Linked DNA regions of Mus musculus: region 2 is linked to region 1. A link is a contact called in public HiChIP or PLAC-seq data. All regions are on one chromosome and are shown on one strand. Each heading gives the region's core, a stretch centred on a gene start, on an enhancer-like site or on the middle of the called end of the contact. The rest is flanking DNA. Distances are from core to core; before and after follow the strand shown. Region 1 overlaps Cacna1a (calcium channel, voltage-dependent, P/Q type, alpha 1A subunit). Region 2 has its middle 49 kb from the start of Gm51542.

The links. HiChIP or PLAC-seq counts read pairs in DNA pulled down with a chosen protein or histone mark.
Region 2: an H3K27ac HiChIP or PLAC-seq map of embryonic stem cells shows a contact between it and region 1, with 4 times the contacts expected there. The contact joins two enhancer-like sites. A contact is called at or near these places in 1 of 39 promoter capture datasets (embryonic stem cells), 1 of 15 datasets of contacts at CTCF or cohesin (the NIH/3T3 cell line), 21 of 484 Hi-C or Micro-C datasets (the Ba/F3 cell line, ECoMG myeloid progenitors, the G1E-ER4 cell line and 10 more), 9 of 115 datasets of contacts at active chromatin or transcription factors (astrocytes and embryonic stem cells) and 1 of 9 other capture datasets (embryonic stem cells).

What each region holds. Positions count from the first base shown.
Region 1 is chr8:84,599,380-84,604,305 of GRCm38.p6, forward strand. Cacna1a (calcium channel, voltage-dependent, P/Q type, alpha 1A subunit) reads left to right here. Exons shown (of 47, transcript NM_007578.3): 32 at 2,010-2,126; 33 at 2,377-2,442; 34 at 2,545-2,660. Among named protein-coding and RNA genes, the nearest start is that of Gm32854, 13 kb to the left of the region's middle. Within about 2 kb of position 2,237, at least 72 of the 459 cell types and tissues checked have an H3K27ac peak or open chromatin away from gene starts, as enhancers often do. A contact at or near this core is called in embryonic stem cells, where this site is marked.
Region 2 is chr8:83,816,762-83,821,687 of GRCm38.p6, forward strand. No RefSeq gene overlaps it. Among named protein-coding and RNA genes, the nearest start is that of Gm51542, 49 kb to the left of the region's middle. Within about 2 kb of position 2,555, at least 8 of the 459 cell types and tissues checked have an H3K27ac peak or open chromatin away from gene starts, as enhancers often do. A contact at or near this core is called in embryonic stem cells, where this site is marked.

The DNA.
Region 1 (4,926 bases), core at 987-3,486:
TCAGCGGGGCACGGTGGGTGACTCTTAGCTAGGTTTGCAGGCTTATGTGAGACTTTTGGAACAGGCTCACAACAGTTGGGCCTAAGAGTGTCCTGATGTAGGAGCCCAAGGCTATTCCCCATCCCAGAAGCCCAAAGGCCAAGTCTTTTGCCCCAGAGGCCTCTTACCAGGCTCCGAAATTCTTCAATATCCAGTCACTGCCTCTCTGCTTCCAAGCCAGAGCTAGCTAGCTCATGGCAAAGACCCAGTAAAAGGATGCCTCTGGGAAGGAGGCTAAATATAGCCAAAGACAAAGCATAGTGATGACCCCCCTTTCATCCCAGCACTTGGAAGTCTGAGGCAGGAGGATCTCAAATTCAAGACCAGACTGAACCATAGCATGACCCCCTTGCAATAAAAAAATAATTCATTATGCAAATAGGGACACTTGAAATTCCGAAGAATGCTCTTGTCAGGGCCGCTTATCCATGCACCTCCAGTCATTAGGCCTCATTCGGTCTTGCCCTATGATGTGTCTCCAGGACTCCTACAGATCTTAAGACTGGGGCACCAGAAAGCTCCCTTCTAGCCAGAGACCCCATTCCCTCCTGCCTCCTGCCTGCTGGTCGTAACCATGTGGTCCCCAGGCAGAAAACTCACAATGCTCTGTGGGCCAATCACCAGAGAGCCCGGGAAACTGGAGAGCATATAGCCAGACTCCAGGGGACAGCTACGAGAGGCCTGGGGGAGCCAAAAATCCAGATCGGTGGGCAACGTCCAAATTTAAAATTAGCAACTTTGTATTTAAAAACAAAACCACTTAGGCCCAACAAATTACTTTCATTGGCTATATTGGGTCATTTGCCACCCATCACCAACCTCCGCTGATGCCCCCCTGGAGAGTCCTGGGCCTTGCCCACAGTTTCCAGCCACTGTCTCTCTTCACTAACAGCCTGGGAGGGAGGCCAGAGGCAGTGACTAGACCTGGGTTTGGAGGACAGGCAGGGCCCACCTAGGGAAGTCCAGGGGCCAAGAATAGCCTCATCTCCCCACCCGCAGCAGCGGCCCCTTGGTAGGCCCTGGGCTGATCAGAGCTCACTCGCCCTGGGAGCTGAGACCTTCCTGCTTCCCGCAGGCCTGGTCCCGAGACACCACCCAGCCCCAGAAGCTGAGAAGCCATCCCTGAGAGGGGGGAAAAGGGCCCCTAATGCATCTTCTCCGACTCAGCGGGCAGCGAGGACTCACCCTGCAGCCGAACAGCCCCAGCTCCCTCCCGTCCTCCCCATTCCCGCTCGCCAAGGGGGTAAGAAAAGATGCCCTTCCGCTTCTCCCCATTGGCTCCAGCCGCTGCTCCTCTGGGCCGTGGGGTGAGGTCAGGGCGGGCAGGAGCGGGTGGGCAGCTCGGCAGGGCAGGGCAGGGCAGGGTGCCCGGTGAGTCCCAGGACAGATGCATTTCTGGCCCCGAGCGTAACATGCCCTCGGAACCGCACTTGCCCCCTAGGCCTGCGTGTGCTGGTGCCCTTCCCCCACCCCGCCCGTGTCTGTGCTTTGTACTCTTGTGCTGGGTTCTGCAACTTGACCCGCTTGTGTCCTATCGTCTCAGTGCATTTGGTTGTTGGGAGAAATAAAAACCATCTCGATTTTTTTCCTGATTGGATGATTCGGATGTATTTTCTTTTCTGTGCTCTTTTGTTATTTCCTCCTGGACCCTGTTCCTTTCTTTTCCTCCCCCTTCCCACACCTTTTCCCCACTTGTGAGTGGGCCTGGCTGGGTGGGCTTAAGCTTTTGAGTTGATATCTCTTCCCTCCCCTAACCCCCTCCTCTCCCTCACTCCTTTTTTATTTATTTATTTTTTGAGTTCCCCTCTGCTCCATTGCATTAACGGTGCTTTCTCTCCTCTCCCTCCTCATTTGGGGTGTGGCTTGCTTTTTTCCTATTGGTTGGCTTCATGTAGGGGCCTCTGTGAGTGTTGAATACTCTAAGCTCCTCAGGGTGGGTGGAAGGTCACCTTTCTTCCTCATCTCCTCAGAATAACTTCATCAACCTGAGCTTTCTCCGCCTCTTCCGTGCTGCCAGACTCATCAAACTCCTCCGCCAGGGTTACACCATCCGCATTCTCCTCTGGACTTTCGTGCAGTCCTTCAAGGTGAGACACAGCCGCCGCTACTGCTGCCGGCCCGTCCCGGGCCAGAACAGACCTCCTAGCTCCGGGTAAAATGGGGAAACCACACTGAAAGTGCTTCTGTAATCGTCTGATGTCTACACCCAGCGTCTACAGAGCTCTGAAGGCCCTGTCCCGAAGCCCTGTAGCCTGGGGCACGTGATCACCTGACCCAGTTCAGAAGGCTCTGGGCAAGTCGCGTGGCGCCCTTTCTCACTGCCTTCCTTCCCTCCAGGCCCTACCTTATGTCTGTCTGCTGATCGCCATGCTCTTCTTCATCTACGCCATCATCGGGATGCAGGTGACCCCGCACCCGTGGGTACCAGGGCTGCGGGAGGGATCCTGCGTCAAAGGGAGCCAGGGTGGCTGTGACTGCCCTCATGGTCACCCTCCAACTCCGCAGGTGTTTGGCAACATCGGCATTGACGGGGAAGACGAGGACAGCGACGAGGATGAATTCCAAATCACGGAGCACAATAACTTCCGGACCTTCTTCCAAGCGCTCATGCTTCTCTTCCGGTGAGGGGCGTGGGGGAATTGTCCTTCCGTTTAGGTTGGGTTCAGACCTGTCTTCATTCTGTGTGTTCATTACTCTTCTGCCTGAGAATATGATCCCTCTGACTCTCCAGTTGGGGTGAAGTTAAGTACTGCCCAAATCTCCGTCCCTTCTTCCCAGCAGTGCTTTCTTTAGGACAAGGATCTGGGACAGAGTACAAGCTTAGAAGGAATGTCACTGGTGTTACCTAGTTGAATCCTCCTGATCAGCTTTTGAGATGGGAGTCCTTCTGAGACCATCTTACATATGCTAGAAACAAAGAATAATCCCTGACCCGCAAAGGACACACTAACAAAACAAGACAGTTCTTTTCATAAAAAGCACGCAATAAGACTCAAATGATTTAGCCAAGGTAGCTTCTCTCTTTTATCCCTGACATAGATATTGACTGTATTTCATACCATTGGTGGCAGCCACTTCAAAAGCTGATGTGATTAGCCAGTTGGTGCAAGGGGACAAGGAAAAATCAGAAAACATAAGCTCTTGCTGGGCTAACTACTTTTAATAGAAGGGGGGAAAGTGTGTCTTATAATCCCCACTCTGTTATACTCCCTCCCCAGCTTTGCCAGCATTAATTGACCATTTGAAGTTTCTAATAGCAGTAAGCCATTGTTATAATAAGTTATGGATTAAGCATGGTCCAAGGTAAGCCCACCTTTCTAGAGAAAGTCCCTTAACCATTTGATTGACCTGGCCCAAGTGCAATGTGAGATTTTCACCCTAGATAGAAAGAGGAAGGTTGCCGGGCAGTGGTGGTGCATGCCTTTAATCCCAGCACTTGGGAGGCAGAGGCAGGAGGATTTCTGAGTTCCAGGTCAGCCAGGGTTACACAGAGAAACCCTGCCTCAAAAAAACAAAAGGAGGGGGGGGAGGAAGAGGAAGAAGAAGAAGAAGAGGGAGAGGGAGAAGAAGAAGAAGAAGAAGAAGAAGAAGAAGAAGAAGAAGAAGAAGAAGAAGAAGAAGGAGGAGGAGGAGGAGGAGGAGGAGGAGGAGGAGGAGGAGGAGGAGGAGGAGGAGGAAGAGGAGGAGGAGGAGGAGGAGGAAAAGATGATGATGATGATGGTGGTTGGTGGTGGTGGTGGTGGTGGTGCTGCTGCTGCTGCTGGAGAGATGACTCAGCAGTTAAGAGCACTGACTGTTCTTCCAAAGATCCTGAGTTCAAATCCCAGCAACCACATGGTGGCTCACAACTATCTGTAATGAGATCTGATGCTCTCTTCTGGGGTGTCTGAAGACAACTACAGTGTACTTACATATAATAAATAAATAAGCCTTTAAAAAAGAAGAGGAGGAGGAGGAGAAGAGGTCTATTCTCTTGACCAGGAGTTTTGTCTCAACAGGCATTTACTGCTTAACTCAGTTTGGGTCTCCATTGCTGTGATGAAACACCATGACCAAAAGCAAGAATGAGGAAGAAAGGGCTTCGTGTCAGAGGCCATCGTTGAAGGAAGTCAGGACAGGAACCCAAACAGGACAGGAGCTGCTGCCATCTTAGTTAGGGTCACTATTGCTGTGATGAACCACCACGACCAAAGCAGCTTGGGGAGGAAAGGGTTAACCCAGCTTACACTTACACATCACTGTTCATCACTGGAGGCAGGAGCTCATGCAGAGGCCATGGAGAGGTGTTGCTCACTGGCTTGCTCTCTGGCTTGTCCATTCTGCTTTTGACCCATGGACCGCCAGTCAAGGGATATAACACCATCCACAATGGACTGGGCCCTCCTCCATCAATCACTAATTAAGAAAATGGCCTACAGATAGCTATTATGAAGGCATTTTTTCTTTTTTTATATAAATATATTTGTTTTCTTTCTTTTCTCCTCCCTCCTCTCTTCCCAGCTCCTCCCCACCACCTCCCCTCCGCACATCCACTCCTTCAGTAAAGAGCAAGCCTCTCGAGAATATCAACTAAATATGGGATATCAAGTTGCAGTAACACTAGGCACTTCCCCTCATATCAAGGCTAGACAAGGCAACCTAGTATGAGGAAAAGGGTCCCAAAAGTAGGCAAAGAGTCAGAGACTCTTTGCTGCTCCCACTGTTAGGAGTCCCATAGGAAGACCAAGCTACACAACTGTATCATACATGCAGAGGGCCTAGTCAGTCCCATGCAGGCTCCCTAGTTGCCAGTTGAGTCTCTGTAAACCCCTGTGAACCCCGGTTGGTTGATTCTGTGGGTCTTCTTGTGGTGTCTTTGACCCGCTCTGGCTCCTGCAATCCTCTCCA
Region 2 (4,926 bases), core at 1,305-3,804, 780 kb before region 1:
ACCAGGGCACAGTCACAAATCAAAGCAAAACGTAAGTGTACCAGTGTACAGAGTTCAGCGTTTGACACCTGGGACCCATTCACAATCTTCTGAGATCCACATGCCATGGCAGCAGACTTCTCTGAGTGTGCCATCCACCTTGTAGCACATGCACCTTGTAGACACAAGCCACTTATACTCTACACCTGTGACTGTGCTTAGAGGTTGTCCCATAGTCCTGGGATCTCCAAAATGCTGGGTTCTCCATTGGAACTGGGATACACCTTTACTGGTAGCCTCTCCTGGGCTTTTTTTTCAGGGACTCTGGGCCTCTCTCCATTACCTCTTCAGTCCACTACTACCTAACTAATGGTCTCTCACAGAACCAAGCTTCAGCTGTTGTCCCAGACCCCCTTATGCCTTTAATCATATGAGAAACTCTTACACATTACCAGCCTCAGCTGTCAGCATGAGATACAGTTGGCCCCTTCTGGACTACAACTTATATGCAGGCCATGAGGAAACACCTCCCAGAAGGTTTTACCTCAGTGATGCTAGTCTCGTCTTAATGACCACTAGTTTCTCAGCCCCAGCTGATCGGCATCTGCTGTCTCAGTAACTTACACAAAAGTTTCACCTCGTGTTTCTGGGATCTTGTTAATCACAGCCGATTCTTCAGACCCAGCCGATCAGAACCACAGATTCTTAATCAAAACAGCACCAAAACTGCAGTGATAGAATCTTTGCTTCCCTCTGAAAGTTCACAAGCCAGGCCTCCACTTCTGTGTTGCCCTCAGAATCTTCTAAGCTCCCATAACAACCCATTAAGCTCTGAGCGCTCTATGGCTTTTCCAGCCCAAAGTTCCAAAGTCCTTCCAGAATACATCCCAAAACAACATGGCAAGGTCCAATTTCTTTCTTTTCTTTCTTTCTTTCTTTCTTTCTTTCTTTCTTTCTTTCTTTCTTTCTTTCTTTCTTTCTTTCTTTCTTTCTTTCTTTCTTTCTTTCTTTCTTTCTCTCTCTCTCTCTCTCTCTCTCTCTCTCTCTCTCCCTTCCTTCCTTTCTTTCTTCCTTCCTTCCTTCCTTTCTTCCTTTCTTCTTTTCTTTCTTTCTTTTTATTTTGTTTTTTCGAGACAAGGTTTCTCTGTGTAGCCCTGGCTGTCCTGGAACTCAACTTTGTAGACCAGGCTGGCCTCCACCTCAGAGATCCGCCTGCCTCTGCCTCCCAAGTGCTGGGATTAAAGGAGTGCGCCACCACTGCCTGACTGTGGGGTTTCTTTTGCTGTGATTAAAACATTTCCATTCCAGCACACAGAGGCAGGAGAATAGGAAGTTCAAGGCCATCCTTGGTTTTGTATGAGGTTTGAGGATAGTCAGGGCATCAGACACTGTCTCAAACAAATGAGAAGATAAAACCCACTTTCAATTTCTATCTTCAGTTTTCAACTGGTGTTATCTGGATATAATCTGATCATCAGTTGGAAACCAGGTATTAGTTATCTAGTTCTTGTCTTAGTCTGTTGGCTAGGCTGTCAAGTATCAGGAACCCCACCCACAAAATCTGCCTTAGCCTCTCTCACTGTTACAGGACATGCACAGAAGGAAGGGAAAGTGGAAAGGCCTTATATGGGCTCCTGGCTCATCTAAGGCCAGTCACACAGTTCTGTGTTCTGGGCCTGAGGTGGAGCAGACATGGACAGTGAGCCTCGGTGGCTGGAGGCCGTTTCCCTTATGGTGACCAGAGAAACAAAGGGGCAAAAGGCAAGCTATATATACTCCGCCAAGACAAACCCCAGCAGTCCTGTGCTGGTTTTTGTCAACTTGACACAAACCTTGGGGTCATTTGGGAAGAAACTTTAATTAAGGAATTGCCTCCATTAGGCTGTCCTATAGGCAAGACTGTGGGGCATTTTCTTAATTAATTATTGATGTGGGAGGGCCTGGCCCACTGTGGTGTTTTCCTTTTTAATTATTGATGTGGGAGGGCCTGGCCCACTGTGGGTGGTTGGTCTGGAACCCCAGGTTGGTCCTGGGTTGTATAAGAAATCACACTGCGGAAGTCTTGGGGAGCCAGCATCCCCAGGGAAGCCAGGAAGCCAGGAAGCATCCTCTCCCGGGAGCCTCTGCATCATGCCCTGCATCGAGTGTCTTCTCTGACGCTCTCAATGATGAGGTGCAAACCATGAGGTGCAAGATGAAGTAAACCCTCTCCTCCACAAGGCATCTTTGCTGCTGCTTTGTTTGTTTAGAGTTTTATCTTTATTTGGTAAGTATGGGTGTTTTGTCTGCATGTTTGTGTGTACCACTTGTCTGCCTGGTGTCCAAGGAGACCAGAGAGGACTCTTTGGAGCTGGAGTTACAGAGAGTTACGAGCTGTCTTATGGGTCCTGGAAATAGAACCTGCGTCATCTGGAAGAGCAGACAGTACTTGTAATGACTGCATCATCTCTCTAGCCCCTGTTTGGTTTTGAGAAGAGTGGCGGGGGTGGGGTGGGGTAGGGGTGGGGGTGGGGGTGGGGTGTTTCTCTATGTAGCTCTGGCCTGCAAATTGTTATGTAAACCAGGTTGATCTGAAACTTAACAAAGATCCACCTGCTTCTGACTCCTGAGTGCTGGGATTAAAGGTGAGCACCACTGTGTCCGGCTCCAAGTTGGTTTTGGTCTATGTTTTAGTATAGCAGCTGAGAACCTAACTAGAACAATCCCACTGCATCTGCCTAGAGTGCCATCCAGCATCCAACACCTACCAACAGTTCATCAAGTTATAGACTCACCAACATATTAATCCAGGGCTAAGGGCAGAGCCCTTGAGACCCACACATTTCCCAGCCTGGCTCTGAACAGCATGCTGGGGACAGAGTGAAGCCTCACGCCCCAGGAGGAGATAGTTAGATCAAATAGCAGCAGTGCCAGCTCCTGCACCCGGCTTCAGCTACTGTCATTAACACTGGCGACAAGGGGCCTAGGACAGGAGGCTGAGGTGGAGGAGCAGGCTAGCCTGGGCTACAGAGTTGAGACTCTGTCTCAGGTGAAATGGAAAAGAACTGAGAAGTAGAACCTCTAGCAAGAATCCCATCAGGGCTGGACAGATGGCTTAGTGGTAGAGCTCTTGCCTAGAATGCCCAGTAAGAGACTCGGGACTCAGAGGCAGCTCAGTGCCTGCTGGCAGTGTGGCTCAGTAGTAGAACCCCTGTCTAGACTCTCCCGACTGGGGGCATGGCTGGGAACATGGCTCAGCTAGAACTCCGGCCTAGAATCCCACAGTGAGGGGCCATACCATCCACCCAATCCTAGAGACTGCTCTGACCTCCAGTCACTTCCCTCTGGTGGCTGTGTTATGTGGCCTGTAGTGGATTCCTATTCAGAGAGCACTACAGTCCATCTCCAGCCCAAGCCTTTAGCCTTCTTTGTGTTCCCTTTCAGGTCAGGGAGTGCTCACCTGCAACTTTACATCCATCCCTCTCTTCCCAAGGTAGAGCATTTGGCATCCTGTGGGAGTGTCAGTGTTGGCTCAGAGAAGTACTTCACACTGTTTCTCCAATTGGTTTAGAAATGTGTCTGTCTATCATCTATCTACCTATCTACCTACCTATCTATCATCCATCCATCCATCCATCATCTTCTGGGAATGGACCTGAAAATCCCACAGACTCTTCACTCACTCTGACAATGAGCCACGCCCTCATCCCTCCGCATCTTGCCATCCTTACTGTCTGTCATGCCAGAGTTCAGCCGAGAGGCTGCACAGCTCTGCAGTTAAACTTGATGGGGTGGGTTCAAATCCCACCCTCACTACACACTCCCCATGTGTTTTGGGATAAATTATTCAACCTCTCTGTGCCTCCATCTCTCCATCTAACAGATGAGAACAGTGGTATTTATTGCAAACGTTGGTTGTGATAGCCAATGCTGCAGCCCCACCCCTGAGTGGCCGCTAGTGTCCATACTGCACAATGCACCAGCAGCAGGTCTCACCGCCGCTCTCCAGATTCCTTCCACTCCGTTTGTTCTCGCTGGGTCCCCAGGCATAGCAGCAGCTGGCTCTGCCAGCGCTGTCCCCAGCTGCCCACTCCCAGTGGCCCCTTTCTTCCCTTTCTTTCCTTCGCTCCTGCATCTTGGTCATGCCTGGATTCCTACGCCATCTCCGCCTCTCTCCTTTGCACCTCCACCTTGGGGTGACCAGATCCCTTGCCTCTTGGGACAGCTTTCTAGCACTTTTCCCCCTTTTAAGAGATCGACTGCAATTTCTATAATAACATCACATTAGCCAGAAATTAATGTCCTCATTAAGACAGCAATTAGGCACATTAGCGTGGCAATAAAGGAGAAGCTTATGAAATAATTGCTGGTTCCAAAATGCCTTTAATTTAGTATTTTATACTGTGCTGTGTTATTAATTTTTTCCCTTGGCAGAAGATAATAAGAGAAATGTCTGAATTTGAACATTCATTCGAAGGAAAGTGGTGCCAGCCCCTTTAAATGGTTGACGTCTGTTTTTCCATACCCCTTGTCCTGGCCATGGAGGGCAGGCAAGGAAGGTGGACAGTGAACTAGGGGACACAGGCCATGGGTCCATCTCATCTGAGGAGCATTTTCCCTGAGCAGTGTCTGCTTGTTTGTTTCTTCTGGGCTACATCTCCTGAGTTCAAATGTGTTCAGCAATATTTGGGGAACCCAACAGCTCTGCCCACGTGTAGGGTTTCCCACTGTGGGAAATGTTGACCGAATGATCTGTCTAGTCTATCAGACGGTTAAGTAAGACAAAACTCCATTTTACAGAAACTGCAAGAGTGGAAGAAACTTCTCAGAGGTTAAGGAGCAGTGGCTGTTCTTCCAGAGGACCCAGGTTCAATACCCAGCTCCCATGTGGTGGCTCACAGTGGCTGGTAACCCAGTGCCAGGGAGATCCAATGACTTCTCCTGGCCTCCAAGACACCAGGCACGTGT